7 separate regions of the Mus musculus genome follow, and regions 1, 2, 3, 4, 5 and 6 are each linked to region 7. A link is a contact called in public HiCAR-type and promoter capture Hi-C data. All regions are on one chromosome and are shown on one strand. The core of a region is the stretch at or near the end of the contact, and the rest is flanking DNA. Distances in the headings are between cores, read along the strand shown. Region 1 holds the start of Txlna (taxilin alpha). Region 2 holds the start of Bsdc1 (BSD domain containing 1). Region 3 holds the start of Ldlrap1 (low density lipoprotein receptor adaptor protein 1). Region 4 holds the start of Fam167b (family with sequence similarity 167, member B). Region 5 holds the start of Khdrbs1 (KH domain containing, RNA binding, signal transduction associated 1). Region 6 holds the start of Tmem39b (transmembrane protein 39b). Region 7 holds the start of Taf12 (TATA-box binding protein associated factor 12).

Region 1 (3,903 bases), core at 854-3,353, 2.6 Mb after region 7:
AGTTTGTACCTAGCAGTGGGAATGACAGAGATGCTGGAGTAGGGTGTGTCTGTTTCTCCAGCCAGGGTCGAGGCAGAACTGCTCCAATCTAGGAGTTTAAAGGAGCTGGGCGACCTAACTGCCAACATGCATGTACAGGCATTTGGAGGCCAGAGGCAGTGAGCCTGTTAGAGACAGAACTCTTCTGTACTCTGTTCAGTGCTGGGATTACAGTCTTGCCCTGATGCAACCTGTTTTTTTGTAACCTGGGTGTTCATAAGTATTGCCTAAGACCATCAGAAAACAGACATGTATGATTCAAAACAGTAGCAAAATTATAAAGTAGCAAGAGAAATAATTCTATGGTTGGAGGTCACCCCAACACGAGGAACTGTATTAAAGGGCTGCAGCACTGGGAAGGTTTAGAACCACTGCTCCAGAATCGCTTTCCTCTTTGTATGGAATTTGGTAAAGACCTGATGTAGATGCTACCTCTTCAGAGATTTCCAAGTGTTTACTGAGAAGCAATCAGGGCAGTGGTTTCCAGGTACCTTTAACGCAAACCTTTCTGAGATTCGGTTCCCTCAGTAAACTGGTCAAGTGCCAACGCTTTCTCTTTTCAGCTTTGATCACTCCGGGTAAGTACTCTGTCACTGAGTTTATTGTCTCTCAAAGTTACATGTGAACAGACAGAACTCTACTCTGAGTCTGTTTGGCAGACCTATTACAGAAAAATAGACATCATTTAAGAACCCTAAAACAAAGTCCAATTAGCACAATTTGCAACATGCTCTACCCCACAGCCTGACTCTAGCCTCTTGAGGCTGCAGCATTTAGCCAACAGTAATTTCAACACGTGAGTTTCTAGGACAGCCTGATCTACATAGAGAGTTACACGCCAGCCAGCTCTATAAAGCAAGACCTTATCAAACAAAACAAACTCCACACAACAAAAGAATTGAAATCACAATTGTGGGGTTTTTTTTAATGTTCTGAGCCTACACTGGCACTGCAAATCATAATGAAGAACAAAGACGAGAAAAATCTAACATTTTAAAGCAGTAACACTTGATACTTTGCAGAAAGTGGGGCAGGGGTGGTAGGGTGGGAGTTTACCAACCTGCCTAAAGCCAAACTCCCTGGCTTCAATCCCTTTCTGAGGGAGTAATTGCCAAGCTGGTGGGGTTAGAAGGCGGGGCATAAATTGCCTCAGAGAACAGCTGTGGTGTCGGAGAATGGTTCCAACCGGTTTTGGTAGGCAGCTCTGAGTTAGAAGCCAGCATAGTCAAAGATTACGTTCTAGGACACACTAGGCTACACAAAGAAACCCTGACTCAGGGGGCAAAGAAATATTTTTAAAGGATGGGTGCTGGTGTCAGGCTTCCAGCTTTGAATCTGCTATAACCACACAATATTGATGGAGCCTTAAACTATTTACCCTTTACCTGGTGGCCTTTGCCATTAGTCCAAGCCATGGGGAGGCAAAGACAGACAAAACTCTTGAGTTCAAAGCCAATTTAATCTACATAGGGAGTTCCAGGCCTGCCAAAGCCACATATAACGAGATGTTGTCTCTAACAAACAAATAGTAGTTTGTTTTATTTTAACTAGGCTTTTCTGTACTATCGTATATTTCACAGATCACTGAGTATTTTGTACTTAATCCGAGTAATTATGAGAATCAAGCTACTGGATACGAGGAAAAAACGTTTGAATTATTATAAACCTTCTATTGTAATAGAGGGGAAAAAAATGCCAGGCACATAACAAATTAGTTTACCTTTCTATCCCTCTTCCGAGTTCTCAGAGATCATAGAAAGTCATACATGTTTATAAAGGACTAATGAGTGTATGAAAAAAAAAGAAAAAAAAAAGACCAGAATGCCAAAGTTTAAGGCCAATCATAGCTTCAGTACCAGAAAAGAGGCTGACAAAAATCTCTCGACCAATGACATAATTTCGGACCCTCAGGGTATTTGGCTCCTATGCTTTTCGGTTGCATCTCGGGAGTTGTGCGGCGCCGCGAGGCATGAAGGGGCTCGTAGTTTTTCCCACTCCCGCCTCCAAAGCCGCCTTGACTTCTTTTTTCCCAGCAAGCTCCGCGCCCGCGTTTGCTGTTGATTGGCTGCGGCAGGAGAGGGCGGTCCTGTTGGCAGCAGTTACCTAGGTTTCCGGTGCTCGGCCGGAGAGGAGGACGCCGCCGGACGTCCGTGGTGAAGTATGTCTATGGGCTGTACGTGGGACGAGCTCTTCAGAGGGTCTGTGGCCCAGGACGCGTTGGCCGTAGAGGAACAACTAATTCGGGGGGTCGGGGGGAGGGCGGCCTGCCCCAGTGTTGCGCGTGCGTACTCTAGGTCTAGAGGGCGCGTGGGGTGTGGGTGGCTTCTGTGCGCGCGCGCGCGCGGGGGTCCCACGTGGGACCTGGTGGGGCGGGGAGCCGATCGGGACTGGAGCATCCCGCCACGTCAGTCTGCGGCTCTGAGCCAATCCCGCGCTCCGGCTGCCGAGAGGGAGCCGTGTGGTGCCGAGAAGTGGCATTCGGGAGAAAGGAGGCCTCTTCCTTCCCTCACTCACTCAGGGGCAGCTTCTCGGAAACCTTCCATGGGACCGTGAAATCCCGGGCGAAGACCGACCGGTCTGTTTGAAGCTTCGAGCGTCAGATTTGGGGATTTCTTATCTAGTTGTGAAGAAGAATTTTGAAGTCTAGAAAAAAAAAAGCAACTGGGTCCTTAAAGGATCTGCCCCATTTCTGGCCTTGCAGATCACAATGAAGAACCAAGACAAAAAGAATGGGCCTGCCAAACACTCCAACTCGAAGGGCAGCCCGGGGCAACGGGAAGCAGGACCGGAGGGAGCCCATGGACGACCCAGACAGACAGCTCCTGGGGCGGAAGCCGAAGGTTCCACAAGCCAGGCTCCTGGGAAGACCGAGGGTGTGTGCCAGCTCTGCTTTTCCAGTGGGCAGAGGGAGGAGTTTCTGGTACTGGTCTGTCTTCTGAGGCCAGTGTTTACCCAAGAAGAAGGAACTATAGAATGAACGATGCTCATTCTGTGTGATCCTTTTGTTTCCTGGGGAGGTGGTGAACCTTCCCACTCTTAGCCGTGGGGCGCAACCTTGGGAGCATGCTCTGACTGGTTTAAACGAAGACAGTCAAATGAAGCACCCCGTAAGCAAAGTCATATTCCCAGAGAACACTTGCCAGTGGTGGGTAATTGTCCTTCATGAGGTGCAGCGTCTGCCACATGCCAACTGCTCCTCACACAGGGGTGCTTTACACAGTTGGCTTTTATAACAAGTATGTTTGGGTGTTAGAAATACTTGTTTTATAACTAAACAAACTTAGGGTTTAAAAAAACTTAAATTGAGGCCAGGCCTAGTGTCCCTCACCATTGTCCACAGAACTCAGGAGGCAGAGGCAGACAGATCTCGGAGTTTGTGATCAGCCTGCATACTAAGTTCCAAGACAGCCAGGGCCCTGTAGAGAGAGCCTAACTCAACCGAATAAATAAATAAAACAACATTTAACCCACACCAGTGTGTTTATCTGGGCTTAAAGAAGATCCAAGCGAGTGGTATGACCACTGAACTTTAATCCCGTGTCTTCATCTTTCCTGCTGTAGGGGCTCGAGCTAAAGCAGCTCAGCCTGGGGCCCTCTGTGACGTCTCTGAGGAGCTGAGCCGGCAGTTGGAAGACATCCTGAGTACATACTGTGTGGACAACAATCAGGGAGGCCCGGCTGAGGAGGGAGCACAGGGTGAGCCCACTGAGCCGGAAGACACGGAGAAGTCCCGAACCTATGCAGCCAGGAATGGGGAGCCTGAACCAGGCATTCCAGTCGTCAACGGCGAGAAGGAGACCTCTAAGGGAGAGCCTGGAACAGAGGAGATCCGAGCGAGTGATGAAGTTGGAGACCGAGACCATC
Region 2 (3,641 bases), core at 256-2,755, 2.8 Mb after region 7:
AAGTCATAAGCTACACGCCTTTAATCTCAACACTCAGGAAGCAGAAGGAGGCGGATCTCTGTGAGGCTGAGGCCAGCCTGGTCTACATAATGGTCCCAGGGCAGCCAAGGGCGACATACACCATGAGACCCTGTCTCAAAATAAAACAAACCACGACCACCACCAATAACAACAAAATAACTTGTCCAAGTTCCCAGAAATGTAAGGAACTAAAGGGAGAGATTAAGTCTCTTCCTGAAAGCCTCGAAACACACGGGGAGTCCTCACAGGACAGGACACCTGCCGGATAGCACACTTTCTTTGCATGCTTGAGGTCTCATATTAATCCTTAGCGTAAAGTCCTGCCTCTCCATCATCAATAAAACTTCCAGCACAGGGAATTCTCAGATGTGCTGAGCTGTAGCTTGAGCGGAGGCTTCCCAGGAGAACCCGGAGCAAGGAGAAAATAAAAACAAAAACCAAAAAACCAAAAACCAAACAAACAAAAACCGTTCCTAAAGTACTGGGCTGACTTGAGATCAGAAGCCTCTCGGAGTCTGCCCTGAAGCACGACTCCCTTCACTTGCTTGAGGTAAACAGTAATTAGTTACCCCACGACTTAGTTGGGCTGCCTGTAAATAAAGGAATGTGGGATAAAACAGGAACACCAACTGGCATTGCCTAGGACAAGGACAAGCATTAGTCACAATCACAGCCACTTCCCCAGGTCTCCACTCTCTGGCCCCCCCTCATCCCTTTGTAAACCAGTCACATAGGCACCATCAGGTACCAGCGCATATGGCAATCCTCATCTCTACCCGGATTCTTGGCTACACCTTCCTTGGCATGCTCATGACTCCCTAGTCTGGACAATTAGGGACTGCCCTTTCCCGGTATTCACAACAGTAACTAAGCAACTATTTTGCTTGACTGCCTCCACACCAGACTGAGCTTTGTGAGGCCCAAGACTATCTGTCTGGCTAAGGTCTATATCCTCCCAACCTGTCTGTGAGTAGTGACTGTCACATATTCTAATAAATATTGCTGTTTAAGAGTAAGATGTTGTTAGTGGTGGTGTTCTACCCTTTTCTCGTAAATGGCCTCACAGAAGCTCAAAAAAACCCAAGCAGGGGCTAGCTGGGGTTGGTTGCAAGGAGACGGCCGCGGTGCCCTGCCGAGGGAAGGGTGCTGGCCCGGCTTACCTTCTCTTTGACTGCCTGGTAGCTCTGCTGCAGCCAGCTCCGCCACCACCCCACGTCCTCCCTGTGGAAGACAGACACATCTGACGGCCCTGCCGGGCGACTCCAGCCCAGCCTCCGGCCGGAGATGAGGCTTTTCCGGCCGCTTCCCCATGCCCTCGCACCACGCCTCCGCTCTGCCCTTCCAGCTCAGTCCGCACCCGCACCGGCAGCCTGTCCCCAACAGGGACCCCTGGCCCAGTACCCCATCCCTCGAAAAGCCCAAGCCCCCAACGCCAGAAAGCGGAACGCCAAGCTCACCCTTCCGCCATCTTGCCAGCATGACATCACCACTATTTACCGACCTTTGACTTCCGACACGGCACCGCCCCCTCAGGCTCCGCCCCCATGAGCGTGCCCCAATCTTAACACAAGGACAACTCTCCGCCCAGTCCCCGCCCCCCTACATCAATGTGTCTGGCCTTTGTCCAATCCATGTCCCAAATGCGATTTGTCCCGCCTCTGAACTCTCGATCCAATGGTGTGTAAGATTGTCCTCGGGTCCCACCAACCAGCCGCTAGCTTTCCCGGTAGTCCCTGACTACAGTGGCCTCTCCGGGCCAATTTCGGCAGGCTCGTTAGACCGCCAATTAGAAGGCGAGGCGAGGAAAGGAGAGGCCGGGTTGGGACGTTGTGTTCTTAGAACCTGGAGTTAAGTTCCGCCCCCCTTTGTGAAGCCAGCCGCGTAGCAGCTCCTTGGTGTTCTGCTGCAGGCTAATTCAGCAAGCTCCGATTGCGGACCTCAGAGCCAGAGTAAGGCTATGGGGAGAATCCAGAGCTCTCCTCGGGATGACACCCAGGATCATTTGGAGAGGCAGATACATATTCACATTATTTCTTAAGCCCGATTTAAGAAAACGCTAGCTGAAAGTGTTCTGGAAAAATCCCACTGATAGGGGGGAATTGAGGTCTATTGTGTGGTGGAAGGGGGATTTACATAGATCCTGTGGCCCTACCTACTACTTCCTCAATCTACACAAACCCCTCCTTCACCTCCAGCAGGAGGTTGACTCCCCTCCTCGAAGGCTACACTGTAATCAAGGTCATCACTGCTACCTGATCCCATAGCCTCTTACCTGCCTGAGGAACAAGCTATATACTAATTCTCCCAGTGTTCCCCAAGGCCTCCCATCTAACTTTCAAAAAGATTGTTGCTGGTATTTCTCCTGTCTAAAAAACTAACAACTATTGGATGGATCACAGGGCTCCCAATGGAGGAGCTAGAGAAAGTACCCAAGGAGCTAAAGGGATCTGCAACCCTATAGGTGGAACAACATTATGAACTAACCAGTACCCCGGAGCTCTTGACTCTAGCTGCATATGTATCAAAAGATGGCCTAGTCTGCCATCACTGGAAAGAGAGGCCCATTGGACACGCAAACTGTATATGCCCCAGTACAGGGGAATGCCAGGGCCAAAAAAAAAATGGGAATGAGTGGGTAAGGAAGTGGGGGGGAGGGTATGGGGGACTTTTGGGATAGCGTTGGAAATGTAATTGAGGAAAATATGTAATAAAAATAAATAAATAAATAAATAAATAAATAAAAAAATAAAGTAGACCACCATAAGGCTGTTAAGGGAGAAAAAATGGAATGAGTAATTTCCAGTGGTCTTTCTCCCTTCTAAGGTCCATGCTTTGCCTGCAACGAATGCACAAGGTTTAAAGCTAAAAAATGCTGTGATAAATGATTTGTGCTACTGAACAAGATGGGCTAAGAAACAAGTTGAGTTCTTTAATCCCCAACAGAATCTACCTTTGCAATTTCATTCCCCACATTAAAGGTCACTTGGAACTACTGCCTGCCTCTACCTCCCAAGTGCTGGGGTTAAAGGCATGCGCCACCACTGCCCGGCATGTATTTTTTTTTTTTTAACTAGACAATTTAATCCAAGATATTGCAGGTGCTAGGCAAACATGCTATCAGTAAATTACATCCAAGCCCTGAACTGTTAATTTATAATCGCACACATAAAACCATGCCAGTCAGATGGCCGTGCCTCCTCCCAGGGTTCTCCTTTCTGTTCCTACCTGGTTGGTCTGACCTTGCACCTCCACCCTCCTTGCTCACACTGCCCCACATACAAAGGCTACTTAGATTTCCCAGAAACTTTCTGGTGCTTTCCTGACCCTGAGCCCTTGAACATGTCTTCTCTGCCTGCAGTTCTCTGACCTCAGTTTCTTACCCACTCTGACCATGCTATTGAGAACTGCAGCTTGTGCACCATAAATACCAGCACTTGGAGGTGGGGGTGAAAGACCCCAAGAGGAGCCCCTCGCTCAGGCCTCGGGATAATAGCGGACCCCCAAGATCTCATGAGAGACCAAGCTTGATGCAAACCACATGAGGCTTTATTTGGGGAAAGCCAGAGCTCTAGGGACGACTCATCCCACGCAGGGGTAGAGGAGTCGACCTCGAGGGGAAA
Region 3 (3,741 bases), core at 147-2,646, 2.5 Mb before region 7:
CCTCCTTTACAGCTGAAACTTATAATGGCCAGACCATGCCCCCCACTAGGATTCCCACTGAGGCATCACTCTCTGACTCTTGGGGAACCACAGGTATGTCGTGTCTCCTGCTGTAAAGGAGGCTATGGCTGGCTGTACTGTCCACTCAGGCGGAGCACTTGGAACAGACAGGAGGTTTAGAAAGAGTGGAATGTGAGCCAGGCCTCCTTGGGCAGCTAGAGCACACAGCATGTGTGTCTCCCAGCCAGAAGAGATCTGCTGGCTTCTGAAACTAGCCAGAGGTCACAGCTGCGCTGCTGAAGCCCAGCTTCTGGAAGCCAGGTAGTGAACGCCAGACTCCTTTGGGCACAGTCTGAACCAAGGGTTAGCGGGTTTTTTGGTTTTTTGTTTTGTTTTCTTGGTTTTTTTTTAATAGTTAGAATTCTTTGTTATTTGGGTTTTCTGAGACAAAGTTTCACTCTATACCCCAGGATGCCTTGGAACTTGCAGGAATCCTCCTGCTTCAGCTCCATGAGCGCTATGATTACCGGTCTGAGCCATCGCTCCTGGCTCTAGAGTTAAATTACCAGCTTCCTGGGGCTGGAGCAGGTGCTGCCTTGGAAACAGGCTAGAGCAAGGCTACACACCGAGGGCCTGCCCAGACAGGCCGGTGGGTGCACTACAGATAGGATCACGCTTCATTTGACAGATATCATGACTCAGAGCAGGGAAGGACAGCCTGGGTCACACAGCATGCCTGAGTCTGCGTCTAAGGTTGCAATGTCCCTGAGACTGTGGGGGCAGAGGACAGCTAAGAAAGCTGCTAAGGGCATCTACCAATACACTCCCGATCCTTCCCAGCAAAATTCGCGGCCTTCATTCCCTCGTTCAAAGACTCCCATTGCTTTGGTGCGCCCCTCACTCATATTTATTTAATTATTTACATTTATTTTGTGTATGTAAGCAATGGGGGAGGTGCCACTGTTAGCGCCAGGAGGTCAGAGGACAATTTGCAGGAGTTGATTCTCTTCTTCTACCGTGTTGTCTCCGGGATCATTGTCAAGCTTGGCGGCAAGTGCCTTTATCCACTCGACCCTCTCCTTCCCATCTATCGTTTTTTTCTTTCTCTTATTTTTGAACAAGACCCTTATCGTTCTACCTTTCACTCTTCCCATCGGTGAAACGGTATCCAGGTGCCTTTTAGCTGAGCTATCTAGAAGGCCATGGGATCCCGTAGCTAGAGAACGGGGAAAGGCGCTGGGCTGGGAGCCTTGGTGGGTTCTGAGTTTAGGAACACCGCGCGTGCAGCCTCGGAGCCGGTCCAGGTCCGGGAAGGGCGGGGTTGCGCTCTAGGGGCGTGGCGGTGGGCGTAGCCCCTCCGGCCCCGCCCCTAGACGTCGCGGGGAGGGCGGGGGAGGAGCGCAGCGGGCGCGCGCCGCCTGGCCCGGCGGAAAGTTTTCCTGGAGGAGTTTTGGCGGCGGTAGCGGCGTCAGTGGCGGCGGCGACAACCGGAGCGGGCCATGGACGCGCTCAAGTCGGCGGGGCGCGCGCTAATCCGGAGCCCCAGTCTGGCCAAGCAGAGCTGGGCGGGCGGCCGGCACCGCAGTGAGTGTATGCGCCCCGGGTCGGGCCTCCGCCGAGCTCCGGGCCAAGGTGGACTGGGTGGCTTCGTCCCGCCCCGCGCGGCGGGGCCGGGGGTCATGTCCGGCTGCACGTCTGGGGCAGGTCGACAGGGATCAGGCTTAACTCGGGGTCCCCAGGTGTGGCGCGAAGGGGACGTCTAGAGCCTCTCTACCCACTCCAGCACAACCTACAGGGTCCCCTCTGGACGCTGGAGTTTCGCAGGTCCCTGCCTCGAGGGGCGATCCCAGCCCGGGTGCCATTCAGGGTCCCGCTTCCTCCCCTCTGGACGCGTCCAGGTGGCGAGGCTGGAGCCCAGGCTATTTACAAACCCTGTTTTCCTCCGTACTTTTCCTTGGGGGCTGGTCCGAGTCCCTGGGCACCTAGGCAAAAGGCAGACTCAGACTCGCTGCCATTTCTCCCGGGAGTCTGGAAGGGTGGAGAGGAGCCTCCCCCAGCCACCTCTCGGGTTACTTTCGGAGAGCCGTCACCTGGCACCCTCCCCCGAGGCCTGAGAAACCTAGCTTAGGTCCCTCCTCCCTTTTCATTCGCGTGGGATGATCACCCAGGCCTTCCCTTTCTGATGTGAAGCCAAAGTACCCGGGCTCGCGGCACACCCTCACCTGCCACCTACCTGGGGCCCCCCACCTCTCCCACTAACAGTACCCCCTCCCCGCCCCCAGCTTCTCGTCAGCACCTTCCCTTGCCGGGCTCCACCAGGGGAGCCCGAGTTTCCTAGTCCCTGGAGCGCCAGCGTGTCTGGGCCTCGGGAGCCCGCCCTGCCCCTCCTCATTCCCACTGTGGTGTTCCAGTTGTGGGCTCCTCCTAGCCCTGACTGGCATCGGGAACGCGTGCTGGTGCCTACTGGCGGGGGTGGGGTCAGAGGCCCCTTGGGCAGGGCATGTACTGACTTCCACACTTAACTACCAAAATAGCCCTTCAAAAATTCGTGGGATGTGACCAGGGCTTCTGAGTGTGACCTTCTCTTCCAGTGGACGAACCCTGTGGTTTTTCTACTGGGACAAGAGAGAGAAGGGTGGGTGGGGAAGAGGTCTGAAGGGGAGGGAGCCAGGAAGCAGGGGATGAATCTAGGGCATCAGGGTACATTTTGGATGGTGAGAAGTTTCCCTTCCAGCTCCAGCCTTAAGGCCGATCACTTGTTCTTAGTGATTCTGTTTCCTATCCTGGAAAATAGGGATAAAATTCCTGCGGGGCTGGGGATGTGTGTGTTGTGTTTGGTAGGATGCTTGCCTTAGCTTGCAGGAAGCCCGTGGTACTTTAAGTTCTTGGTTCCAGTATCGGCACTAAACAAATCAGGTGTAGCGGTTCGTGTCTGTACTCCCAGAACTAGGGAGTTGGAAGCCTACAAATCAGAAGTTCACAGTCATGAGGTGTCAGATAGTGAGTTTAAATGAGGCTGGTCAGGGATAGGTGTCAGTTAAGATGTTGCTAGTCTATTTTACAGGTTGGTGATGAGGTCTCTTGTTGTCTAGGCTGGCCTAGGACTTGCTGTGTAGACCAGGTGTGCTTTGAGCCTCTGATCCCCCAGTGCTGGGATTAAAGGTGTGCACCGCCATATAGTTATGTCCATGTCCTCTGGATTCAACCTGATTCTTATCAGGTTGGCCAGTTCTGAGATGGGGGCCTCAGCCTGTCTGTACCCTGGAGGGATGCAGCGCTCTCCTCTCTCCCTGCTCCTCCCAAAGCTCTGTGCTCACAATGAGCTCCTCAGAAACCTGGCCTATCTTTGGTTAAGTGTCAAGTTCGCAATATTCCTTTGCCGGGAAGAGTATTGCTTGGTCTGGAACTTTTGTGGGAGTGTCTGTGCTTGTCTTACTTGCCTAGAGGTGGTCTCAGTGAATGCATGCCCCTGCTTCTGTCTCTGGTATTTGACTTCTGTGAGCTCATTGGCTCCTGGGAGGTGACAAAGCTTGGGATTCTTATCTTCAGACCCATTTTAGAGATAGGACCGGGAAATGAAGTCCTAACTCTAGGCCTAGAGCATGGCCTGAGGCAGAGCTTCCCCAGCCCAGGGATCTTAGCCTTATTCCTTGGGTTTTCTGGCTGTTGGGGGGCAGCTCCACCCCAGGTTTGGCTAGCTGGCCCCCAGGACCAGGTTAGACAGGAAAGCCTTGGGTGTGG
Region 4 (4,052 bases), core at 1,104-3,603, 2.7 Mb after region 7:
TAGGGAAACCTTCAAGATGGGATTTTTTTTTTTAAGATTTATTTATTTTTTATTATATGTAAGTACACTGTAGCTGTCTTCAGACACACCAGAAGAGGGAGTCAGATCTCGTTACAGATGGTTGTGAGCCACCATGTGGTTGTCGGGATTTGAACTCAGGACCTTCAGAAGAGCAGTCGGGTGCTCTTACCTGATGAGCCATCTCACCAGCCCCCAAGATGGGGATTTGACAGACATGCAGATTAGTGTCCGCCTCATAGACTCATACCGAATCTGAAACTGGTGGCAGGGGAAGCCATCTGTTTTAGCAGGCTTTCCAGGTGACTCTGAACACATGCCAGAGATGGAGGAACACTGGAAAATATACAAAACGGCAAAGTTCGCTTATGCTGCCAGAACAGAGAGTAGGGCTGGGGGAGCCAGTCAGTAAGACCCTTCTGAGCATGCTCTGCCCTGGGTTTGCCCCTGCATTGCCGTAGGTGGGAGGAAGACAGGAAGTAGAAAGTGGTGCTAGGCGGGGTGGGTGAAGTTGAAGCCAGTTTGTGCTACAGGATAAGTTCCGGGTCAGCTCAGGGTGAGACTCTGCCTAAAAAGAGAAAAGAATTGTGATCTCAAGCGCGCGTGCACACACACACACACACACACACACACACACACACACACACACACACACACACACATACACACACACACACACACTTGGAAACAAAAGACTGCTATCCCGCAGAGGAGGCAATCCAGGCCGCACCCCCTTATGGAGAAGCACTATTTGACCTTAGTGCTGTTTCATTGGCTATTCAGGAGAATTTACCAAACTACATATTTAGATGTGTACGTTTCTGTTTTTGTCTCCTCCTCTGCTTCCTCCCCTTCCTTCTCTTCTTCCCTTTCCTCTTTCTCCCCCTCCTCCTCTTCCTTGGTTTGTTTTGTTTTTGAGTCATGGTCTCCTGTATTCCAGGCTGACTTTAAGTTTGCCTGGAAGAAACTTCAGCTGTGTCACCACACTTGGGTCCCGTTAGGTTTTGGGTTGGTTGCTTTTTGTCTCCCCTGTGAGTCAAGGAGCACTGGAGAGAATGCAAACTCCACTTGGGCTGCCACTGCTCCTCTGCTGGCTCTATTTCTCTTCTCCTTCTCTCCTCCTCCCCCTCCCCCTCCCCCTCTCCCTCCTCTCCCTCCTCCCCCTTCTCCTCTTCCTCCTCTTCTCCTTCTTTCTTTTCTTTTTTTTTTTTTAAGACAGGATTTCTCTGCATAGCCCTGGCTGTCCTGGAACTCACTTTGTAGACCAGGCTGGCCTTGAACTCAGAAATCCACCTGCCTCAGCCTCCTTTAGTGCTGGGACTAAAGGCGTGTGCCACCACGCCTGGCTTTCAATTTTTTATTAGATATTTTCTTCATTTACATTTCAAATGCTATCCTGAAAGTCCCCTATCCCCCCCCCCCGCTCTTCTCCTTCTTCCTCTCTCTCTCTCTCCCTCTCTCTCTCTCTCTCTCTCTCTTTCCCTACCCCTCCACTCTCTCCCTAATTGCTGGTGCAAACCCTAACCCTTGAGCACACTAGGAAAGGTTTTACTACTGAGCGGAATCCCAGCCCTGCTCTTGTTGCTGAGAGCAATACAGAGGTTTAGAGACACCTGAGAAACATCTGGGTGGTGGTGGCACACACCTTTAATCTCAGCACTCAGGAAGCAGAGGCAGGCGGATCTCTGTGAGTTTGAAGCCAGCTTGGCCCACAGAGCAAGTTCCAAGCCAGCCAAAGCTACAAAGAGAAACCTTCTCTCAAAAAAAGAAAACAGAAAAGAAAAGAGGAGAGAGGAAGAGAAAGAGGCAGAGGCAAATTTCTGTTGAAGCTTATCCTGGTCTACATAGGTCTACATAGTAAGCCTGCACATTGTTCTAGGCCGGCCATCATTAGAGATGAGATGAACTCCTTCAGTCAGAGCTTTTTCAGTGATTGCCAACAGAACCTAAGGGCCGTTGGAGTAAGACTTGGTGTCACCGACCTGTCACAACAGAGGCTCAAGAAGTGACTGAGCTACCTAAAGTCCCCTCAAAGTAGCACCAGGGCCCAGGGCTCCTGACTCCCAGGCTAGGCAGCTGGACCCTATTGCCTTGCAGAAGGGCTAGCTCTGTAAAGAGGAAAGAGCACCAGCCAGTCAGCTGTCTCTTCCCCTTGACTCCTCTGACTTGGGTCTTGGGAGGAGGGCCAAGCCGGCTGTGGACGATGCTTTTCTTATCCTGCTGCAACTTCCTTTCTGGGAACCAGGAACCTGAATCTGGGCAAAGACAATAAAATTCATCTGAAGGGCTCCTCCTGCCCCCACCCGGATGGGCATCACGTGGCCCCTAGTTAGCAAACCAGGAAAATTCCATCTCTTGCACACTTAGCCTCACATACCCATCTGCTCACTCAGCCTGGCACACTTAGCGTCCCTCACCCACCTTCTCAATTCAGCACACACTCTTGGCACATTCTTTTCAACCTCATCTTCTTTCACTTCTCACACGGCCAAATAGCCAGCCTTTCCCTTACTGTCCCGTTGGTCACCACAGACCTACCATGTCCCTAGGGCCGCTGAAATTCCAGGCAGTGGGAGAGAAGGGTGAGGAGGATGAGGAAGAGAGCTTAGATTCTCTGAAGGCCCTGACTGCCAAGCTTCAACTGCAGACCCGACGGCCCTCATACCTCGAGTGGACTGCCAGAGTCCAGAGCCGGGCTTGGTACAGAGCCCAAGCTAGACCTGAGCCAGTCGGACCCGGGGCCATCTGTGGCTTTGACTCCATGGATTCTGCGCTTGAGTGGCTCAGACGGGAGCTGGTGAGTCTGGTGGGTTAGATGGACTTGCATGGGGTCTTTGAGCCAGTCCCTCTAAAGGCCCAAATCTGTGAGGTTGGAAGGAGATGAGAACAAACCAATGTCCACAGTAGTTCCTCAGTGCTGTGCCCTAGGACAACGGAACCAGGAATTCAGTTGCTCGCTATCTTATTTGCAGAGCCAAATCTGGAGAAGTAGACCGTAGAGCACAGGTTCTCAATCTGTGGGTCTCGACCCCTTTGGGCATCCAAAAGCACTTTTAGACAGGTTGCATATCAGATATCCAGTATATCAGATATTTATATTTAAAATTATTTAAAAGTCGTAGCAGTGGCAAGATTACGGTTACAAAGTAGCAATGAAAATAATTTTATGCTTGGGAGTCATCACAGCATGAGGAAATGAGCTGTATTAACGGGTCCCAGCATTAGGAAGGCTGAGAACCACTGCCCTAAAGAGAAGAGACAGTCAAGTAAAAAGCAGAAACCGACCCTGCTGTCAGTTATAATCTGAGGAGGGCAGAGTTGAATATTAGCTGTCAGCCCACCATGTGCAAACATAAGGATGTCCAGTTCAGCTCAACGGGTCATCACAGTTAATTTGTGATGGCGTACCAGACGTCTATATTTGCATACTAACGGTTCCTTGGCTTGGCTTGAGAATCACCCATCCGGAAAAAGATCTGCGAGACCGAGGCGGATGAAGTTAGGTGAGAAGGGGATTGCGAGCTGGACTATGCAAAGAGTATTCCCAGAAATGGACCGGCGGCTGGGCTGGTGAGCCCGGAGGCTAATCTAGCAAATTTACGCCCCCTTTTGGTCACAGCAGGAGATGCGGGCTCAGGACCGGCAGCTGGCAGGGCAGCTGCTCAGGCTGCGGGCCCGGCTGCACAGACTGAAAGTGGACCAAGTCTGTCACCTGCACCAGGAGCTTCTGGATGAGGCTGAGCTGGAGATGGAGTTAGAGTCTGGGACTGGCTTGCCTCTGGCCCCACCGCTGCGGCATCTGGGACTCACGCGCATGAACATCAGTGCCAGACGCTTCACCCTCTGCTGACAGCAGACTTGGGTGTCTCTTGCAGTATCTGGGGAGAAAGAAGGAAGGAAGAGGGACCCCGGAGGCTCTGGCTACCTGCTGGGGAAGGTGGGCACACTTAGGTTTCCAAAAGCTGAATTTAGAGAGCACAGGATGGAGGGGAGGAGGAGAGGAAACTCGGGCCCCAAATGTCTTAATAAAAAAT
Region 5 (3,871 bases), core at 1,066-3,565, 2.5 Mb after region 7:
AAGTTATGTTTAGATCTTTATTTTTGTGTGTGTATGTGTACATTTTGTTTCATGGCACATGTGTAGATCTGAGGACAACTTTTGAGAGTCAGTTTTTTCCTCCCACTGTGTAGTCTTGGAGATCGACTCAGATCTTCAGGCCTGAAGATGATTTAACCAGCTCAGACATCTTGACATCTCAGCCTCAGACTTTTTTTTTTTTTTTTAAAAACTTCTCTTTTTTATTTTTTATTTATTATATGTAAGTACACTGTAGCTGTCTTCAGACACTCCAGAAGAGGGAGTGTCAGATCTTGTTACAGATGGTTGTGAACCACTATGTGGTTGCTGGGATTTGAACTCTGGATCTTCGGAAGAGCAGTCGGGTGCTCTTACCCACTGAGCCATCTCACCAGCCCAGCCTCAGACTTTTAATGGGATTTAATTTGGGTTCCATCTGCATACAGTACCCTAGGATGAAGAGATCTTAGAGACTGTGCCCTGGTCCTTACAGCAGTACTATCTGTCTCATGGTGATTTATGTCTTGTTATTCCAGTATTCTGAAGATTAAGACTGAGTTGTTTTGAGTTCAAAGCCACTCTGGGTTAGAGAGTGAGTCACTGACTCTGCAGTGAAAACACGTGTTAAGGAAAAATGAAAGTATTTGTCTTTTTGAAAGAGTGCAGGGGGATCCCTTGTGAAGGACCAGCATTCAGAGCAGGAGTACTAGGAGCTCTGAGAACTAGGCAGCCAACATGGGCTAAGGACTGGCCCTGGAGTCACCGTTTTACAGAATAAACAGAAGGTGGCAACAAAACAATTCAGTCTAACAGGTGCTAGGACTGCAGTTTGTCAGAGACCTAATATAAGATGCTTCTTAGTTTGTTTTTGGGGGACAGGGTGGCCTGTCCTAGGTGGCCTGTAGCTGTGCTGTGTATGTAGGCCAGACTTGTCTCAAACATGAGGTAATTCTGTGGCTTTTCCTCCTCAGCGCTAGGATGCATAACCACCTCATCCCCTTAGTATGGCTGGACATGAAGGCCTCTATGTGCAAGTAGAGGTCAGAAAACTTGGGAGAGCTGGTTCTCTCCTATTTTGGGCCTGGGGCTAGAACTCAGGTTGATAATAGTCCCCTCCACCCCCAACGAAATAAGCTAATTCAAGAATAATTTTTTTTAAAAAGGCATATCTATTTGGAAATGGGTTCCCGGGTGAGTCCACCAGCCTCAGAGGTCGGGGGCAGAGTATGGCTGGTACTTTTTTGATAGATTGTAGGCGAAGAAAATGACAAGTCTACCACAAGCTGGGCTTGTGCCCAGGTATGGTCATCTAGGGTGGGGCTTGGGTGGCTGGTGACTAAAGATGAGGATTAGTACAGTCAGGAATTCAGGACTGGATTTTTTGGCGCCTTTTTGTGTTCTGAGGCTTTCTGAGTAGGCGGGGTTGGAAGGAGAGAGAGAGAGAAAATTTGGAATTTACCGGGGATGAGTGGGTGGGGAACAAGCCAACAAGCCGGGGACTCCAAAAACAGGTGATAAGCAGCATTACCAGTTGACCCGACCCCAAATGCATCTTTTAATAATTCTCTCACTAGTTTTGAACCTGCTCTAATGGAAATCTTGCCGACTGACTTCCTGGATGCCCTACTTGGGTATGGAGGGAGCCCTTTTCTTCCGGTCTTTGCGTCTCTGACTGACCCCTTCGACTCCTTCTGAGTTTCAGTTCTGCAACACACAGCATTCCCCATTCCTGGCTTCCCTTTCGCACACTCATCACTTATCTCTGGGTCAGCCTCCTCCCTCCCACCACGCCCGCCCGCATCCCCATCTTCCCATCCCGTTCGCTCGCGCAGTCTTTCCCTCTCTTCCGGCTTCACTTGGCTCTAACCCTCGCGTCCCCCTCTCTCCAGAAGCGTTCTTTTCATTTCCCGGTTGGAGGGGCGGCCCCCGATTCCACTCCGGGGCACCGCTCCCTCGGGGACCTCCCCAGGCTCGGCCGTTGAAGGAGGCGTGGCGCACGAATAACAGGTCTCCTGCCGCACACTCCGCGGGCCCGAGCGCAGACAAAGACATTCCACGGCGCCCGCCCCCTCCGCGCACTCCGCCCGGGGGAGGGGGAGGGGAGACACGTGTACCGCTAGCGCCGGGTCACGTGGAAAAGAAAAAGAAATGAAGGAAGGCGGCGGGCGCCCGCGCAGGCGCCCTAAGCTCGGAGCCCAAGCGGGGAGGCGACGTCTTCAGTCGGCGCAGGCGCCGTGGTCCAACTGGGGACTTTGTTCTCCGCGGAGAAACTCAAGGGCGGTGCCGGTAGGCGCCTGCGCACGCGCGCCGCCTCATTTCCGGTGCTCTCTCGCTGGGTCGCTCGGGTCGGCTTCGGTCGCTGTCGCTCCTGTTCTTCCACCCCCGCCAACCGCCGCTCGGGCCTCAGCTGCCGCCGCGTCGCTTCCTCGCTCGTTCGCTCGCCACCCATCATCCCCGATGCAGCGCCGGGACGATCCTGCCTCGCGCCTCACCCGGTCCTCGGGCCGCAGCTGCTCCAAGGACCCGTCAGGTGCCCACCCCTCGGTGCGTCTGACCCCGTCTCGGCCGTCGCCGCTTCCTCACCGGCCCCGGGGAGGGGGAGGTGGGCCCAGAGGAGGCGCTCGGGCCTCGCCCGCCACCCAGCCGCCGCCGCTGCTGCCTCCCTCCACCCCTGGTCCCGACGCGACGGTGGTGGGTTCCGCGCCGACCCCGCTGCTGCCCCCGTCAGCCACAGCCGCGGTCAAGATGGAGCCGGAGAATAAGTACCTGCCTGAACTCATGGCCGAGAAGGACTCGCTCGACCCGTCCTTCACTCACGCCATGCAGCTGCTGTCCGTAGGTAAGCGGTTCTTGGCGGGTCCTCTGGGTCTCCCGGTCCTGACTGTGGGTGGCCGCCGCTTTGTTCTTGCTCCCACCCCCTCGGAGCCCGGGCATCGAGAGTTGTCATCTCGACCTGGCCTTCGAGATTCTGCACCCACAGTCCCACCCGGGCTCAGGGTGTAAGGGAAGATTTCTGAGCCACGGACGAGGCCCGAAGAGGACTCGCGATCTCAGAGCGCGGAGAGCTTGATGGATAGTACCGTGCTCCCGCCCCCTTCTCCTCCCGTAGTAGTTGCCCCGCGCGCCAAGGGCCGGCTCTTAACAGAAATGAACCTATTTCTCCCCGCTTTCCCAAAGAGGAAACATTTGGGGGGGGGAATCGCGGGTGATGGAGACCTGGGGTGTAAGGTAGAGATAGCCGGAATGCCGGTCCCGCACAGCGCATCTACGGAGCGGGGCGGGATTTAGCGGGAACTCGGGTTTAAGTTCATTAGAGGTCGGGGCGACGAGAGAATCCGTGAGCTTGAGGTTTTCTCAAGCCAAGCTTTCCATTTCGGCCTGTCGAGTAAGAATTGCTGCAGACCCGGATGGTTTCTCTGTTTTATTTTGAAATGTGTTTCTGAAGTTATGCAAAAGTGTGTGTGTGTGTGGGGGGGGGGTTGTGATAGCCCAGGAGACCGTAGAAAGAAATGATAGAGGGAGGTAAGGGGCGGCAGGCAGGTTCTTTTGCGTGAGATGAACGAGAAATTGGTCTTTTTGTTTTAGTTTTTGCTGGAGTAGAGATAGTTTAAGAATGGTAGTCTTTGTTCTCTGATTGTAGACTATGGAGCTCTCTTCTCCGGACTTGAGCGACTTAGATATTTTTCCTTATTCAAACCGCCGCCTGTTGTTAGACATGGTTTTAGTATTTTTTATGATATCGAATTTTTTTTTTTTTTTGATTTTGGTTTTTCGATACAGGGTTTCTGTATAGCCCTGGCTGTCTTGGAACTCACTTTGTAGACCAGGCTGGCCTCGAACTCAGAAATTCGCCTGCCTCTGCCTCCCGAGT
Region 6 (3,678 bases), core at 85-2,584, 2.6 Mb after region 7:
GAGATCTGACGCCCTCTCCTGGTGTGTCTGAAGTCAGCTACAGTGTACTTATATATAATAATAAATCTTTGGGCCCCAGTGAGGGGGGTTGACTGGTGCGAGCACAGGTCCTAAAAATTCAATTCCCAACAACCACTTGAAGGCTCACAACCATCTTTACAGCTACAGTGTACTCACATAAAATTAAAAAAAAACTTAACAATAATATAAAGATTGCTTATGAGGCTGAGAATATAACTGAATGATAGAACACTTGCCTAGCCTGTATGAGGCCCTAATTTTAATCTCCTACCCTCACCCCCATAGACTGCTTATTAGTCTTGCAAGGGAAGAAATTACACTAACAATAACAGTAGCTACTTGCTTCCTCTGTTAAGTGTTTGCCAAACATGATGGCTAACACTGATTAAAACAGGTACTACATGGATTGTCTCATTTAATCTTCCATGCCTACAAGATAATTTGTGCTTGCATTAGGTTTGATTTCCATCCCTGAATAAATCTGTCATAGTGAGAGTAATAATTCCGACACTATGAAGCAGGATCAGAAATTCAAGGACATCCTCTAATCCATAGCAAATTCAAGGACAGCCCAGGCTACCAGAGGCTCTGTCTTAAAAACCAAAATCAAAGGGCTGGCGAGATATCTCAGCAAGTAAAGGTTCTTGTAGCCAAGCCCGATAGCCTACGTGTTAGGCTACATGGTAGAAGAACCAGTACTACTACCAGTTGTCTTCCCAAGTCCACTGCTCTGCGCATCCCTCCCTCTCTCCGGCACACCAAATTCTAAAATGTTAAGAACCCTAATAGGCGGTTATTATTAATACCCATTAACACTATTTCGAAATTTGAAAATGGCAGGCACAGGTTCTTAGCTAAGGTGGTGGCAGTGAAATCAACAGTGGAGAACATGAGAATCAAACATGAGAAATGGATAGAGTTTAGGGTCATCAAGATGAGGCCAAAAATTGGATATAGAGTTTTGGAGGAAAGGGGAAGTGACTCGTAGATTTTGACTGGGGTGGGCCAAAGCACACTAAAGCCTAAGAGTTCTGAAAGCCCAGTTTGGGACTCGCTGAGTATGAGGTGACTGTGTTGTACAAAAACAGGACTTCACTAGAGGCAAAAGGCCGCTCTGGTGTCCTCCTCTAAGTCAGAACAGGGTGAAGAAACACGGGAGGTGGGTTCGCCCGCTCCAGAATCTCTTGAGCAGCAGCTGCGGGAAAGGCGTGGGGAAAGGCAAGACAAAGAGCGTTAGCACAGCTTTTGTCCAAACGGCCCCTTTAAGAAGCGCGCTCCCGACTCCCAGCCCGCCTAGCATGCAAATTGAGCAGCCGGAGGGAGCGTGCGGCTGATACCCGGCCCGGGCTGCGGCGGTTAGTCCTCTCTCGGCCGCCGTCGCCTCCGACATATTGCCCGCAGGAGCTGCGGCGGTGAGCGGAGAGCGCCGGGGGAAGGAGATGGGTGAGCAGAGCTGGCTGGGCTCGTTCGGGGGTCGCGGGATAGCGGGGAGCCTGGCTGCGAACTGCCTCCCCACGCGGACCGGAGTCGCGGGCAGGGGGAGGGGGAGGGGAAGGGACGCGGCGCAGGCGGGACCCCGCCCCTCCGGTCCTGAGGGGGCGGGTCACCGCTTGGTAGGCGGAGCTTCCAAAAGGGAGAGGGGCTCGGAGGGGCTCAGGCTTTCTTTGGGGCACACAATTCTCCTGTCTGCAGATGGGGGCCGGGCACTCTGGTGGGAGGGGCTGAGAGCTTAGGGTTCGCCTTTTGTGATTGCCGGTGGGGGAGAGAATTTTCTGGACTATAGGGGTTTACACTGAGAGCGGTGGGGCCGCAGGGACACCTAGCCCACCAAGGGAGTCCATTCCGATTCAAGCTTCCAGTCCTAGAGAGCATTGCCCGGCTTGTGGGCGGGGTCTTGGGGTTGACAGTTGTGTGTGGGCGGGGTTTCTGGGCTAGGGGCTTTATGTGGGTGCCGAGCTTCTAAAAGATAGTGGGTGTGGGCAGAGTTCCTGGGCTGAGGGTGTGTGTTGGGGGGGGGGGTTCTAAACCAAACCAAATATAACAGCGTGTGAACAAAGCTTCCGGTTTGGGGCTTGAAGTCAGCTTTCTGGACATGCATATTGTGAAGAGCTGTCAGAAAACCTTCAGAGATAGGAAAGCTTGGGCACCGTGTGTATGAATGGAGGCTACTGTGTTGCTGTGAGGAAGTTGAGGAAGTTATAACTTCGATTAAGGGTTTGGGAGCTAAGTGCAGGATGCTGCCTAGGATCTTAGGCTAGACTACTAAGCTTAGGGAATATAGTTTTGTAAAATCTTAAGTTTGAGATTCCCAACCACAGCGCTCTTTCTAAGGCCATTCTGACGTTAAGGCCAGGCCGTGGGTCATTGAGTTAGATCTCAGGGCCCTGGAGGGAAAACTTGTCTCAAACCTGACCAGATTGTAGCGTCTGGAGACTCAGATCCAGATAAAATCCAGCAAATACCAGCGCTGAGCAGCTCAGGACTCAGGCTCTGAAAATCTTACCAAACTGGTCCAGTGAACCGGATTAAGGGAACTGGCAGTAAAAATAACAGTCTGGTAGCACATGCCTGTCATCCTGTCATCCTAGCATTTGGGAGACTGAGGCAGGTGGGTTGTGAGTTTGAGGCTATTCTGTGCTACTTAGTCGCTTAAAATGTGAATTCACGCCTGGCGTGGTGGCGCACTTCTTTAATCCCAGCACTCAGGAGGCAGAGGCAGGCAGATTTCTGAGTTCGAGGCCAGCCTGGTCTACAGAGTGAGTTCCAGGACAGCCAGGGTTACACAGAGAATCCCTATCTTAAAACAAAACAAAACAAAACAAAACAAAACAAAAGATAATCTCAGAGAGTGAATTGTGGGAAAAAAAGGTAGAAGCCTGGCAGGTGCAATAACCCACCTGTAATCAGTCCCAGTACCGGGGAGGCAAAGCTGGAACCCTGAGGCCAATCAGTTAGTGAAATAGTGAGCTCTGAATTCAGAAAGAACCTTGGTAAGCAAAGAGCACAAAGGAAAAGACATTGACTGGGCAGTGGTGGCTCACATCTTTAGCCTCAGCACTTGGCATCCAGAGGCAAGCAGATCTCTGAGTTCAAGGCCAGCCAAGACTACAGAGTGAGTTCCAGGAGAGCCAGGGCTACACAGAGAAACCCTGTCTCAAAAAAACCAAAAAATGAAAAAGAAGGGTTGGGAGGCTGGAGAGATGGCTCAGTGGTTAAGAGCACTGACTGCTCTTCCAGAGGTCCTGAGTTCAGTTCCCAGCAACCACATGGTGGCTCATGACCATCTGTAGTGGGATCTCATGTTCTTTTGTGGTATGTCTGAAGACAGGGACAGTGTTCTCTTTTTTTTTTTTTTTTTAAAGATTTATTTATTTATTACATGTAAGTACACTGTAGCTGTCTTCAGACACACCAGAAGAGGGCATCAGATCTCGTTACAGATGGTTGTGAGCCACCATGTGGTTGCTGGGATTTGAACTCTGGACCTTCGGAAGAGCAGTCGGGTGCTCTTACCCACTGAGCCATCTCACCAGCCCCGACAGTCTTCTCTTATACATAAAAGAAATAAAACTAAAAAGAAAATAAAAAGTGTTGGGAAGATAGCTTAGTTCTGAATGTGCTTGCCACACAAGCGTGAGAACCTGAGTTTGGTCCCCA
Region 7 (3,798 bases), core at 1,265-3,764:
ATAATTTTGGGAGTTGGTTCTCTCCTTCCACCATGCAGGACTCAGGGACTGAACTCAAATCATCACTCCTTGTGGCAATCACCTTACCAGGAGAACCACCTCACCTGATCTGCTCTTCTTCTGTTTCTCCTTGAGATAAAGTTTTATGTTGACATTGAACTCCTGATCGTCCAGCCTCCACCTCCAATGTAATGGAATTATAGCCCGAGCATTCACAACATCGAGTATATGCTAGCAATTAACTGCAAAGTTAATCTGATGTCGCCCTAATTAAAAAATAAATAAATAAAAATAACCTACTCTATTATGGGAAAGATTCTACCTGGAATATTTATGCTTCTGTGAAAACACAGGAATTCAGATGTCAAATACTATGGAAGTATCTTAAAAGTTACAGTCCTTGACTTGAAAAGGAGTTAAGAAGCTGGTTTTGGTGATGTAGCCTTGAATCACCAGCGCTCTGAAGTCAGAGGCAGGTGCATCTCTGAGTTTGAGGCCAGCCTGGTCTACACAGCAATTTCCAGGCTAGGGGGAGCTAAGTAGTTTGGGGAGGAGGGGTGTGCTTTCATTCAGTGGAAGGATTTATAAATATTACTTATATTTCATTCACATGCATACTACACATGGCAGGAAATCCACTTAGAAAAGCTCAAGAAAGCTTTGGAGGCACATTTGCAGATAAGCTACTCAGTACTTTATGACAAACCCCTTAACCTCTCTGGACAGACAACAGGACTAACCATACTTAACTGTGGGGCTGTGATAAGGAAGGGGTGGAATACTTAAAAGTGTTTAAGTTGTTCATGGTGGAGGTGCACACCTTTAAACCGAACGCTCCGAGGCAGAGGCAGGTGGACTTGACTTTGAAGCCAGCCTGGTCTACACAGTGAGTTCCAGGACAGCCAGGGCTACACAGAAAACCCTGTCTTGAAAACAAACAAACAAACAAACAAACAAACCAAAAGAAAACAGAACAAAAAGCCCAAAGTGCTTAAGTTGTGCACGATTCATCTGAGTAGGTTTCAGTCCTGGGTCTTTATGAAGGGAAATGACAGGGTCCAAGTCACTCTTCTAAAAGCAATCCCTAGAAAATGTTCTAGGCCACATTTACTTGTGAATTTCTCAACATCTTATTGAAAAATAAAATTTATAAATAAATAAAATAAATAAAAGACTTTTCACTTAAAAGTTTGTTTCCTCCCTTGTAACATTTATGCCAATGCCATACATAATAGGTACTAAAATATTAAAATCCGTTAGAAAAAAATCCCTTCTGAGTTTGAGGGTAGAGATTCTAAAAGCATTTATTCAAATAATTTCAAGCAAGCATCTCTTCTTCGATGTACATGGTAGAGTACTGTATAACCTAAGAATCTGGCTCACAGTGATCCTAATCCCTCTTTGCATCCTCTTTTTCTTAAATGTAAAAGAATTCAAAGTGTTCTTTTGCTGCCCTTCCATCTATGACAGTTTGCTAGTGATATAGAGATCTGTGCTCAACGGGGGCTGAATGGAACAGGGCTTAAGGTACTTATCAAGTATATAACTGAGTTCAAACTGCTTTCAGCTTCACATCTGATTCACAATAATGAAGAAAAACGAAGACGTTTCATGTGGCTTTTCTAGGTTAAGTAACGGACACAAGAAAAAGCCTAAATGCCAAAAGCCAAATAGGCAGCGCCAAGAAGTCTTCCCCCGAATATATATATCCTAATCCTCCGGGTACAGAGAACAGATCGCTAAACCTTTTCAACTTTTCTCCCTTGAAGGCTGATCTCCCAGCCGTTAAGGACCCCCTAGTTCCTTCACTTTTAGGAGCTCGGGTCCTTACATCTCTGTCCCTCCAGAAACTCTTGAGTCTGAAAGCCCGGATCTTGTCCCCAAAGAAGACCCAGTCCTCACTGCCCGCTTCGATTCCCTTTCAAATTCAAGTCTTCTCTGCCTCCTTCTCTAGCTCCAGTCCTCAAGTCTTTGCTGCCCGGTTTCTGAATCCTTAGGAGCTGGGACTTTACTGTCCCGCTTCTGTCTCTTAGGAGCCCGAGTCCTCTCGGGCTCCACTTTTACCTCTCTGGAGCCTGTGTCTTCACGCCCCGTTTCGTTCCTACCCTCGCCTCCTATAAAGTGCGGGATCCTCACCATCCTGTCCCTCTCAGAAGGCTTTCCCTCAGATGCTGCAGAATCCACATCCGTCCCCGTTTCCTAAGTCTCTCATTCAGAGCTCGAGTCCCCAACAGCCGCTGCTTCTGCGAGCCCGAACCCCTCAAGTCCCGTCCCAAGAGCCTGGGCTCCTCAGCCCCGTCTCTTCCACAGCCTAGTTCTTCCAGCACTGACCCGCTGTGGGTCTGGGTCCTGACACCCTCCTCCCGCTCTTCGTCCTCAACTGCCAGGGCCCAAGACTCACAGGCAGCAGCGTCTATCTCCCCATGATATGCGGAGACTGCCCCAGTGAAGCTTTCGTCTCAGCAGCCGGTCCGACTGCGCGGCCCTCCCCAAGCACTTCCGGCACCGCTCCCCGCCTCCAACCCGGAAACGCGCGGCTCTTCCGGCCGCCGGGCGCGCGCCTCACTAGCGCAGGCGCAGATGGTACTACAACACGTGGTAGGACTGTGAGCCCAGCGCCTGGCTTGGCAGGTCGGGCTTTCTGCTCTGTGTGGCTTGCTGGTGGCGTGGGTCTACTCTGCGTCCCCTACCACGGCGTGAATCCCTGTCCTAGATGTTTCTTTACGACTCATCTCTTTCACGAGCGTGACCGGTAACCGACGGCCTCGGAGAGCTTCCAAGTCGCCATTTTTGGTTGGTGCCTTTGTGGTGCTATAAGGATGGGACCGCAGTTCTGCATAGATACCAACTATGGGACTCTCAACCAGCACGAGAACTTGGAGACTAGAGAAGCTGATTGTGCCTATTAGTTAATCTGTAGTCAACATACACTTGGACGAGAGCTGTCTGTGAGGGACTGGTTCAGTCCCTCACTTGGAGTATGTCATGTAATAGTGGAAGAAACGTGAAATTCCTAAGGGATGTAGGTTCTCAACTTGAATTGAAAATTCTTACTCCAAAGCCCGGGCTGGTACAGTAACTGTTAAACCACTAAGCCCTGAGATTTGAGTACTTTTTTTTTTTTTTTTTTTGCTAGGCATGTAAGCAACAGGCAGTTTCAGTCCCCGGCAAGGATTCTTAGTAAAATAGAGATCTCGCAAACGAGTGTATAGAAGTCTGACATCTCAGAGCTATCAACGGTTCCTGCCCATAAAGAATCCATTCTATCTTTGTATCTTCATCCCATTAGGCTCATCCACCCTCTTGGTCCAAAATCCTGGATGCAAGGGCTTAACCATTAAGTGGCAAACTGTTTATAACCTTATTTTTCTTTTTGGATTTATTTTATGCGGAAAAGTGTTTTGTCTGCATTTATATATGTACACCATGTGCATTCCTGGTGCACAAAGAGGTCAGAAGAGGGTATCTGAAGCCTTGCAATTGAAGTTACAGATAGTTGTGAGCCACCATGTGACTGCTGGCATTGACCCAGGCCCTCTGCAAGACTGCCAGGTTCGAGAGAAAGCCACCTCTCAAGCCCCAGCTTTATTTTTCTATCATGGTTCTCAGAGTTTGGCCAATCAGTTTTTGTGCTTGCATCCTTGGATGTACTAAACTGTTTTTTTGTTTTTGTTTTTGTTTTTTGCTGTGTGCTGGGTATATCCTGTTGGGGAAGTCAGTCATCATTGTCCTTAAGAGTTTACAGGCGCTAGGCAGTGCTAGCTCATGCCTTTAATCCCAGCACTTGGGAGGCATGGG

The links. Promoter capture Hi-C pulls out the DNA fragments that hold promoters and counts their contacts. HiCAR-type assays count read pairs that join an accessible place to other places.
Region 1: a contact with region 7 is called in a promoter capture Hi-C map of liver, with 4 times the contacts expected there. The contact joins the promoter of Txlna here to the promoter of Taf12 in region 7. A contact is called at or near these places in 3 of 39 promoter capture datasets (liver and pre-B cells) and 1 of 115 datasets of contacts at active chromatin or transcription factors (astrocytes).
Region 2: a contact with region 7 is called in a promoter capture Hi-C map of pre-B cells, with 4 times the contacts expected there. The contact joins the promoter of Bsdc1 here to the promoter of Taf12 in region 7. A contact is called at or near these places in 2 of 39 promoter capture datasets (liver and pre-B cells).
Region 3: a promoter capture Hi-C map of pre-B cells shows a contact between it and region 7, with 2.2 times the contacts expected there. The contact joins the promoter of Ldlrap1 here to the promoter of Taf12 in region 7. A contact is called at or near these places in 2 of 39 promoter capture datasets (liver and pre-B cells).
Region 4: a promoter capture Hi-C map of liver shows a contact between it and region 7, with 5 times the contacts expected there. The contact joins the promoter of Fam167b here to the promoter of Taf12 in region 7. A contact is called at or near these places in 3 of 39 promoter capture datasets (liver and neutrophils).
Region 5: a contact with region 7 is called in a HiCAR-type map of astrocytes, with 6 times the contacts expected there. The contact joins the promoter of Khdrbs1 here to the promoter of Taf12 in region 7. A contact is called at or near these places in 2 of 115 datasets of contacts at active chromatin or transcription factors (astrocytes and large pre-B cells).
Region 6: a contact with region 7 is called in a promoter capture Hi-C map of pre-B cells, with 2.7 times the contacts expected there. The contact joins the promoter of Tmem39b here to the promoter of Taf12 in region 7. A contact is called at or near these places in 6 of 39 promoter capture datasets (the 3T3-L1 cell line, the C10 cell line, cranial neural crest and 2 more).

The regions. Positions count from the first base shown.
Region 1 is chr4:129,639,265-129,643,167 of GRCm38.p6, reverse strand. Txlna (taxilin alpha) reads left to right here and starts at 2,103. Exons shown (of 11, transcript NM_001199695.1): 1 at 2,103-2,197; 2 at 2,741-2,912; 3 at 3,601-3,903. The coding sequence starts at 2,747.
Region 2 is chr4:129,459,543-129,463,183 of GRCm38.p6, reverse strand. It overlaps Bsdc1 (BSD domain containing 1), which reads right to left and starts at 1,505. Exons shown (of 11, transcript NM_133889.2): 1 at 1,479-1,505; 2 at 1,182-1,242. The coding sequence starts at 1,489.
Region 3 is chr4:134,765,659-134,769,399 of GRCm38.p6, reverse strand. Ldlrap1 (low density lipoprotein receptor adaptor protein 1) reads left to right here and starts at 1,396. Exons shown (of 9, transcript NM_145554.2): 1 at 1,396-1,584. The coding sequence starts at 1,500.
Region 4 is chr4:129,576,881-129,580,932 of GRCm38.p6, reverse strand. Fam167b (family with sequence similarity 167, member B) reads left to right here and starts at 2,353. Exons shown (of 2, transcript NM_182783.2): 1 at 2,353-2,815; 2 at 3,638-4,052. The coding sequence starts at 2,558. The coding sequence ends at 3,868.
Region 5 is chr4:129,740,747-129,744,617 of GRCm38.p6, reverse strand. It overlaps Khdrbs1 (KH domain containing, RNA binding, signal transduction associated 1), which reads left to right and starts at 2,315. Exons shown (of 9, transcript NM_011317.4): 1 at 2,315-2,839. The coding sequence starts at 2,458.
Region 6 is chr4:129,694,501-129,698,178 of GRCm38.p6, reverse strand. It overlaps Tmem39b (transmembrane protein 39b), which reads left to right and starts at 1,334. Exons shown (of 9, transcript NM_199305.2): 1 at 1,334-1,464. The coding sequence starts at 1,461.
Region 7 is chr4:132,273,091-132,276,888 of GRCm38.p6, reverse strand. Taf12 (TATA-box binding protein associated factor 12) reads right to left here and starts at 2,514. Exons shown (of 6, transcript NM_025579.3): 1 at 2,402-2,514.